Linked DNA regions of Sus scrofa: region 2 is linked to region 1. Evidence: chromatin contacts called from public Hi-C data. All regions are on one chromosome and are shown on one strand. The core of a region is the stretch at or near the end of the contact, and the rest is flanking DNA. Distances in the headings are between cores, read along the strand shown. Region 1 holds the start of ANKRD31 (putative ankyrin repeat domain-containing protein 31). Region 2 holds the start of HMGCR (3-hydroxy-3-methylglutaryl-CoA reductase).

Region 1 (4,502 bases), core at 685-3,184:
TGGGACAGCACCCGTGGCATATGGAAGTTCCCAGGCTAGGGGTCGAATTGGAACTGCAGCTGCTGGCCTACCGACACAGCAACAGCAACACTAGATTCTTAATCCACTGAGCGAGGCCAGGGATCAGACCTGTGTCCTCATGGATGCCAGGCAGATTCGTCTCTGTTGAGCCACGATGGGAACTCCCAAGCAATGAAATTTAATTATAGCTCTGAAGGATCACTTGGTTTCATTTTATAAATTTACTGTACAATACTATTCCCCAAAGTGTGTATATGCTGATCCCAACCTCCCAATCCATCCTTAACCCCCATTTCCCCTTTAGTAACCATAAGTTTGGTTTTAAATCTTTCTGTCTTGTGAATAAGTTCTTTTGTATCATTTTCATTAGATTCCATATGTTAGTGACCTCATATGATATTTGTCTTTCTCTGTCTGACTTCCTTCACTTAGTATGATAATCTCAACGTCCATCTATGTTGTTGCAAATGGCACCATTTTGTTCTTTTTTATGGCTGAGTAGTATGCCATTGTATGTATTTACTACATCTTTATCCAGTCCTCTGTTGATGGACATTTAGGTTGCTTCCATGTCTTGGATATTGTAAATAATGCTGCAGTGAACACTGGGATGCATGTATCCTTTCAAATTATGATTTTTTTCTGGGTATATGCCCAGGAGTGGGATTGCTGTATCATATGGTAGTTCTATTAGTATTTATATTAACAAGCAATCAATTTTCCCTTTTACAAACTTGAATATTTTCTTAGGGTCTCTTTAAATGTAAAAGAGTTCTCATTCCCTGGCATTCCCGTTGTGGCACAGAGGTTAACGAGTCGACTAGGAACCATGAAGTTGCGGGTTCGATCCCTGGCCTTGCTCAGTGGGTTAAGGATCCCGCGTTGCCATGAGCTGTGGTGTAGATCCCAGACGCGGCTCAGATCCAGTTGCTGTGGCTCTGGCGTAGGCCTGCAGCTACAGCTCCAATTAGACCCCTTGCCTGGGAACATCCATATGCTGCGGGTGCGGCCATAGAAAAGACAGAAAAAAAAAAAAAGAGTATGAACTAAACAGTAAAATAATAAGAATTACGGCAAAGCCACTCCATGTACTGAAAAGGGAAGTAAATTGAGGAGTCAGAAAGCCCTAGTTCCTTCCACTTGACAAACCTTTAAAGACCAAATAGGTGATTAGACCCTGGAGATTCCAAGATGAACAGTAAACCTTTGCTAGGCTGAGGGGGGTCTGTCTTATGGGAATCTTCCTCTCTCATTTGGCAGGTGGGAGCTCATTTGGCTTTGTTTTGAATGAGTCTGACCTAAAAACCTGCCAATAGATTGAAATCTAATACCTAAGAATCTAATTGCTTCATTTAAAAAATAGCAATTGATTACTTTCAGAGGTTGCTAGGCACCAATATTATAAAAATAAAGGGAAAAAATAAAACATTTAACTTGCCTTTCCAATACAATCTGTATCACAGGATAACCAAAGAGATGATGAAGAAATATAGAAATAAACATATCAATTAGATCAGTTGATGATTTAAAAACTTCTGATTAACATTTTTGTTTTGCCTAGTTCAAAGGACACTTGAGGGAAGGAGAAAGTAAAATACTCTTCTGGCGTTTTGAAGCTTCTAGTTTCAGAAAGTAGGGCAGTTCTCTCCGAGTCTGAGTCCCACAGGCCCAGGTACACTGCGGGCGACGTGACCCCGCCAACAGCTTTAGGCAGACGCTTACTTTCTGATTTCTGGGGCCGCAACCCAGGTACCCCCATCACCCAGCTACCAACTAAAAGCACGGAAAGCGGATGTGGTGACGGGCCGCGCCCCAGGCGGCGGGGAAACCCTGAGCCGGCGTGCGTGCGCGCGGGGGGGGGCCACTTCCGGCCATGGGAGCGGGGGGAGGGGGGAGCGGGGAGGGGCGGGGCCGCACGCGGCACGCGGCTCCCCCTGCTGGCGGCGTGCTGCCACCTCTGGCACCGCGGCGCTGGACCTTGTTCCTGACGACGCCCTCGTGGTGGGTTTGCTCCCTGTACCGGCAGAGAGGCCCTGCTCCCACCCAAGGATTTTGTCTTTAACTCACAATTTACGTTGACGCTCAGAGCATTTTTTTTCTTTTTTTTTTCTTTTGCAGAAATGGAAAAGTCAGAGCCAGAGGATAGAAAAGACTCTGAGTGCGAGGTGGAGATGGCGGAAGGCGCCCAGGCCCCAGACTGGGACAGTGATGAGACGGTGATAGACGGGTCGGTGACAGAGAGCGACCAGGAAGAAGAGGAGCTGCCCTGGAGAAGGTGACTACCATTCGCGACGCGCCCTGGAAAAAGTGGTGGCCTGGGCCTGGGCAGTGGCCGCAGGTGGCCCTCTGAGATTTGAGTAGAAATTGTTCCCAGCCCAACGTCTGCTTGATGGCGGGAGTAGGACCTTAGGCGGCGGGGTGGCAGCCAGGCCTGAGCTAAGAATTTGTAGAAAAGAAGATCGCAAACGTCCACCCTCCCCATCACCCTACTTAGGACGAAATGAGCTTTATAGTAAATAACTTTATGGCCTTTTCAGAAAGCCTTTTTTAGGTTCCCGTTGTGGCTCAGCAGGTTAAGAACCCCACATAGTGGCCATGGATTAAAGATCTGGCGTTTTGCAGGGTTGCAGGTGTGGTCTTAATAAATAAATAAAAATCCTTTTCTTCACCTGGGCTTTTTTGCATAGGCCCAAAAGGCTTGGGTCTAAACCCCTCATGCTCATTTGCTTCAAGCAATTTGTAGCTCAGGTTTAGGAGATGGTTAGCATCATTTCTCTCAGGAAAAGAAAATGTGGTAAGGGAACTGGTTACTACCAAACTGGAAATGGATAGTTTTATAAGAATAAAGAAAAGATGTTCATCACATCAAAAGTTGAAAGAAAAAGAGTTCGGAGTTCCCGTCATGGCTCAGCTGTTATCCAACCTGACTAGCATCCATGAGGATGCAGGTTCAATCTCTGGTTTTGCTCAGTGTGTTAAGGATCTGGTGTTGCTGTGAGCTGTGGTGCAGGTTGCAGACGAAGCTCAGATCTCACGTTGCTGTGGCGTCCTAGGCTGGTGGCTACAGCTTCGATTGGACCCCTAGCCTGGGAACCTCCATATGCTGCAGGTGTGGCCCTGAAAAGCCAAAAGACCAAAACCAAAAAAAAAAAAAGAGTTCATCAAAACATATATAGTTCTCTTTGCTGGATCCAGGAGAAAGGTAAAAGAGAGAAGTCATTGCCTTTGAGAAACCTACAGGCCAGGAAAGACATAAATGGATAATTTCAATGTAATGTAGGAAGCCAGGGGTTGGAAGTATGCCCAGGCTGGTTTAGAGCCCAGAAGGAACTTACTTCAACTTAAGGTCATCAGAGTTTGCTAGGGTTGACTTCTGAGTAGAAGCTTGAAGGTGGGTTAGAAATTACATGAAGGAGAGGAGGTTTTTGGACCAAGGGAACTGCAGGAGTAAAGGCGTAGTGGTGGGATCATAGCATTGTGTAAATCTGTGTTGGAATGTACAGTTAAGTTTTACCGAAATGTTAAATGGGAGATGCAGGGAGCTCCCTCCATGACACAGTAGGTTAAGAACCTGACTGCAATGGCTTGAGTCACTGTGGAGGTGCGGGTTTGAGCCACTGGTTTAACCATTGGGTTAAAGGATCTGGCATTGCCTCAGCTGCAGCATGTAGGTCGCAGCTGTGGCTCGGATTCAGTCTCTGGCCCAGGAACTTTCATATGCCACAGGTGCAGCCATAAAATGAAAAAAAAAAAAAATGATGAGATGGAGTGAGGTGAAAGATGAGCCTGGAGAGAAAGGTAAAGTCATGTAAGGCCATGTGTGTGTTCTTTGTGTGTCCTGGTAGGGAGCTTGTGACATGTTTAGTGAAGGAGCAGCGTAAGCATGTTTTCATTCACGCAGGCAAGCCCTAGACTAGGGCTTTGCAAATTTTATGAAAGGTAAGAATTTCTTATAAATCACTTCAGAATCCTCTTGAAAGGTGGATTCCAATTCAGGAGTTCTAAGGTTGGGTCTGAGATTGTGCATTTCTAAAAGGTATCCAGGTTAAAGTTTATACTGTTAGAGTAGGGATCATCTTTTGCAAAGCTCGGCTGTAGAGATTAGCTTTGGGATCAGAGCAGTCACAGATTGGAATGATGAGAGCTCAAGTAGGCGGAAAGAGGGGAAAAGGACAAATTTGAGAAATCGTTAGAAGTAAATTTGGCAGGAAATGGTGATTGTTAGATATGGGGCATGGGGCAAAGGCAGCAGTAAGGGAAGAGCTAGGTTTCTGGCTCACATATATATACAAACAATACTATTTGCTCTTTTAGTGTGCAAGGGAGCGCTTTGGCTAGTATATGGAGAACTTAGAACATCCACCACATTCAAAATCCAGAACAGTTCTGTCACTCCAAAAAAAACCTCCCTTGTGCTGCCCTGCCCTTTTGTTGTCACATCCTCTGAACAGTATAATTACATAGAGTCAAAGGCTAGTGGA
Region 2 (4,383 bases), core at 581-3,080, 59 kb before region 1:
CACTCAGCACTCATTCCAGTGTTTGATTATACACTACCTTACATTGTCCTCAATTAATTGCTGTGTATGTTTTGTCTCTCTGAAGGCAAGAACCATGTCTTATACTGAGTCATTTTAAATTTCAACAGGATCTAGAATTCTCCTGTTCAACCTAGTATCCTAGGGGAAATAAATTCTCTCAGTGGAATCAGGAAACCGGAATCTACACCCAGTTTTATGACATGGAACCTCTTTGTGAGTAAGTCATATTTTTTTCTATGCACTTAAAAAGCTAGTGCTCCAGAGTTCTTTGACGAAGAAGTATTAAGTGAGCCATATGAAACTGCTATTTTTGCAGGGGGAAAATGGACACATTTCAAACATCAGGAATTTCATATGGTCAACCTAATCAGATACTGATCTAAGTGGTTATTGCTCCATGATATAGATCACGCAAGAATAAAAAGAACACATGCATACATGTGCACATGCGCACACTATCTTGAAATGCTCATGCCACCTCAACAGTTTTCACATGTTAATGATGTAATCTTTGCACATTTTTTAGTTTTCATATTACTAACTCCCATTTTTCTTTACTGCCAAGTTTATCACTAAATGGAAAGACACTACCACAAAGGAGGCCCTCAAAATCCAGTCTATCCCCAAAGTACACTCTGGGCCTTTGCTAGATTACCTCTAAATCATAAAATGTCTTTCACTGCACAGAGAGAAAAATAAATTCACGAGCAAACAAAAAATACATTCTCTACACTGCGGGATCTGAAATTATACAGAATTTATTTAGAATGGCCTGGAAATTAATGTTTCCCATGACTTCTCAGGACCAAGTCTAAGAAAGCATGTCCTCAAATCCGAAAAATCTCAAACGACCATTTAAGATGGAGTACATCAACCTCTTCCTACTGCAAAAATTGTCTGTTCTATTTTTGAACCTCCAAGGTATGTTTATCCTATTCAAAACCAAATATTTCCGGAAAACCTACTAGGTTTGGACTCAAGGAAATCAGCACCAAGGAGACTCTGCCCCTTAAAAAAAAAAAAAAAAAAAATCCTTTAGGATCCTTTGGTTGAGTCTCTACATTGGGCTCTGCATCCTCTCAATCCGTTTCTCCTGGAAATAACCGGGTGCATGTATGCAGATCTAAGGTTCTTTCAGACTCTGAGCTAGTCAGCATCATTTACGGGAAAAAAAGGTGCTGACGAACGGCAGCGCCAGGGCGTGAGCCTGGTGTGAACAGCACAGCCTGGGCGTGAACGCCCACACCTGACGGACAAGTCCTTTCCCCGAGATGCGGGCTCGGTTGTCCCGCAGCCCCCAGTATTTCTCGAATCTAGGGAATTCCGAGGTCACCCTGCCTGGCACTCTTTCCGCCTGGCGATCGTGACCCAGCGGCCAGCACCGCCGACTTCGGACAGAGCCGACTAACCCGGCCACACCCCGCCGGTCTACCGATGGTGACGGCAGCCCCTCGGAGACCTGCCCGCCTCACCCCCTCCGGCCCAGCCTGGCCAACGGGCTCCCCGGCATCGGTGCCGGCCGCGGCTCGGCCAGCTGCGCCTCAAGGACGTCTCCTCGCAGTCCCCGCGGGGCCGGGCTCCACTCCGGGCAAACCCACCAGCACAGTTCCCCCCGGGTCTGCAGGAGGTGCCGGCTTCCCCTTCCCAGGGCTGGACGGAGCTCGAAAACCTCCACCAACACGACCCTAATCAGCTCTCACCTACCGCCGCCCCGGCCACCGCCCTCCTCACCTCCTGGTTTCACTAGAGGACACAGACCCGGGAAGCCGGCGCTCCGCCCGTCTCCAGTCAACGGAGACGCGGAGCGGAAGGAACCTTCGTTGTACGCACGCTCGGAACCGGGCGAGTCTGCGACCAATAAAGAAGGATCGTCCGATCGTCTAGCCAATCATCTGGGGGTTGCTCGGCCTGACGGCGCTACGTCACGAACGGTCGCCTTAACAACCGCCCATAGCTCTCACCAGTGCAGAGAACTTGTACCGCACCATCTCTCACCACGGCTCGGCCAACCAATAGCCAGTCGAGTCCCAGCACCAGGGTCTGCCTATTGGTCAAAGAGACGTGGGGGCGCACGCATGGAAGCTGTCTAGGCGAAGACGATAGGGGATCTGGCTGGTGGAGTGTCCTACAGCCCAGGACCTGACCTGCGGTCACCCCGCCTGTGAAAGTACTATGGGAAGCAGTAGTAGCGAGCAGAATTGGAGCGTGCAGATAAACGCAGGGTCAGGTCAAGGATAGAAAACTCAATTACTCAGTGGAGAGTGGTGGAGGGAAGTGAAGGTGGCTCTGAAAAACGGTGTAATAAAAAAGGGAAGGTGGCAGAGAAGTTTAACCCAAATCTCAAGCAGACCCATATCTGAAATCTAAACCAACATTTTACTGTGACTTACCTGTTACTATAAATAGTGTAAATGGCTCCAGTCTTGAGGTCTCTGTCTCATTTCCTCCCATCTCCTTCTCTCCTTTTCTCCCTCTCTCCCTCCAGTGCAAGGCACTGGTTACAGATTTGAAATGTGCCTTCTTTGTCTTGTCTGCTTTCCCCTTGCCCCCTCCCTGCTGCAAGCCTTTATTATATCTTGCCTGAAATAATGCAACAGCCTCTCCTAACTGGTCTCTCCACTCTTAAGTGCTTCCACCTTCCAATCCTATTGTTCTGTAGATCTGCCACCAAACCATGGAGAGTTGCTCACAGTCTACTGGTTTAAAGAATCTGGGAACCCCAGTATGGCCCCACCCCATATTTCTTGTGTGTCTCTCACTGTGTCAACCTGAGTAACTGACCTTTTTTCAGTACATTCAGTACCTTTTTACCTCCCTCTTTATGTTCTCTTTGTTTGACGTAGATATGCCTGCACATTTTAATTGTTGAAATCCTAACTCCTTCAAGGACCATTTCATATGTCACCGCTTTTCCTGATTCCATCAGATACATATCATTCTCCCTACTGTAACCACCATTAACATGTCCATATTCTGTGACTTGTCTTAATAACTTTTTATGTGGAAATTTCTTAAGAGCAGGAACTGCAGTCCACTGAAACTTGAAACAGTCCCTGATACATATTATATACACTCAGTAGGAGTTTTAATAAACTTATCTTACTAAAATCTCATAATCCCTAGGAAATAGATAATATTTCCATTTATAAGGAAAAAGAGTTTGTTAAGCAACTTGCTGTAGATCACATAGGATAATAGTTGAGGAACTTGGGATTTGAACCCAAATCTAAAGCTTATACTGGTTCCACTATCTTTCACTGCTTTGGTATGGGATCTTTATTCATAGCTCTTTACCAGATACTTTCAGCTGTTTTCTTTTTTTTTCTTTTGTCTTTTTATAGCTGCAACTGCAGCATATGGTGGTTCCCAGGCTAGGGGTCCACTTGGAACTGTAGCCACTGGCCTATGCCACAGCCACCACAATGCCAGATCTGAGCCGAGTCTACAACCAACGCCATAGTTCACACAACACTCGATCCTTAACTGACTGAGAGAGCCCAGGGATTGAACCTTCGTCCTCATGGATACTAGTCAGATTTGCTTCTGCTGAGCTTCAATGGAAACTCCTACCAAATACTTTTGGTATGCCCATTATGTGCTTTGGTTGGCACTAGAAATATAGGAGCAGACATGGAAACTGCCTTTATGAACCTTATACCCCTTTGTAGAGTTGGATGATTGTTAAATATTTGTTGAATTAATTAGAGTGGAAGGAAAGAGTTTTCCCAGTGAAGAAGACTAAGGGAAACTAACCAAAGATTGCAGTATCCTATTAAGAGTCTTATCAAAAGGAAGAAGAAGAAAAAGATCTGTAACTACCAAGGGCCTAGAAACTTTGTCATACTTTCAATATCTCTAGAAGCCAAAAGGGCCAGGTATCTCAGAATTATAAGTTATAACTTATACAAATGCTTACTATAAATTCAAATAAGGTTTATGAAGGTGTTTCAACAAAAGTCTTTAGATCAAGATTAGAAAATTTCGTCCCCAAACTCTGCTTCATTAAGAGCTCCAATGAGATTGTGAGTCCAAAAGCAAGCAATAAACAGTCTTTAATTGTCTAGCTGTATGTTCTTTTTTTTTCATCTTTTGCCTTTCTAGGGCAGCACCTGCGGCATATGGAGGTTTCCAGGCTAGGGGACTAATCGGAGCTGTAGCTGCCGGCCTACACTACCACCACAGCAACACAGGATCCATGCCGCACCTGCAAACTACACCACAGCTCAGGGCAACACCAGATCCTTAACCCATTGAGCAAGGCCAGGGATCGAACCCTCATCCTCATGGATACTAGTCAGATTCATTAACCACTGAGCCATGATGGGAACTCCTAGTTGTATGTTCTATATGGTCCTCCAAATA

The links. Hi-C and Micro-C count contacts between places; a contact is called where the count stands out from the background.
Region 2: a contact with region 1 is called in a Hi-C map of alveolar macrophages, with 2.0 times the contacts expected there. The contact joins the promoter of HMGCR here to the promoter of ANKRD31 in region 1. A contact is called at or near these places in 12 of 47 Hi-C or Micro-C datasets (alveolar macrophages, blood, heart right ventricle and 4 more) and 1 of 2 datasets of contacts at active chromatin or transcription factors (alveolar macrophages).

What each region holds. Positions count from the first base shown.
Region 1 is chr2:84,318,255-84,322,756 of Sscrofa11.1, reverse strand. It overlaps ANKRD31 (putative ankyrin repeat domain-containing protein 31), which reads left to right and starts at 1,934. Exons shown (of 28, transcript XM_021084452.1): 1 at 1,934-2,022; 2 at 2,140-2,296. The coding sequence starts at 2,142.
Region 2 is chr2:84,377,692-84,382,074 of Sscrofa11.1, reverse strand. It overlaps HMGCR (3-hydroxy-3-methylglutaryl-CoA reductase), which reads right to left and starts at 1,830. Exons shown (of 20, transcript NM_001122988.1): 1 at 1,753-1,830.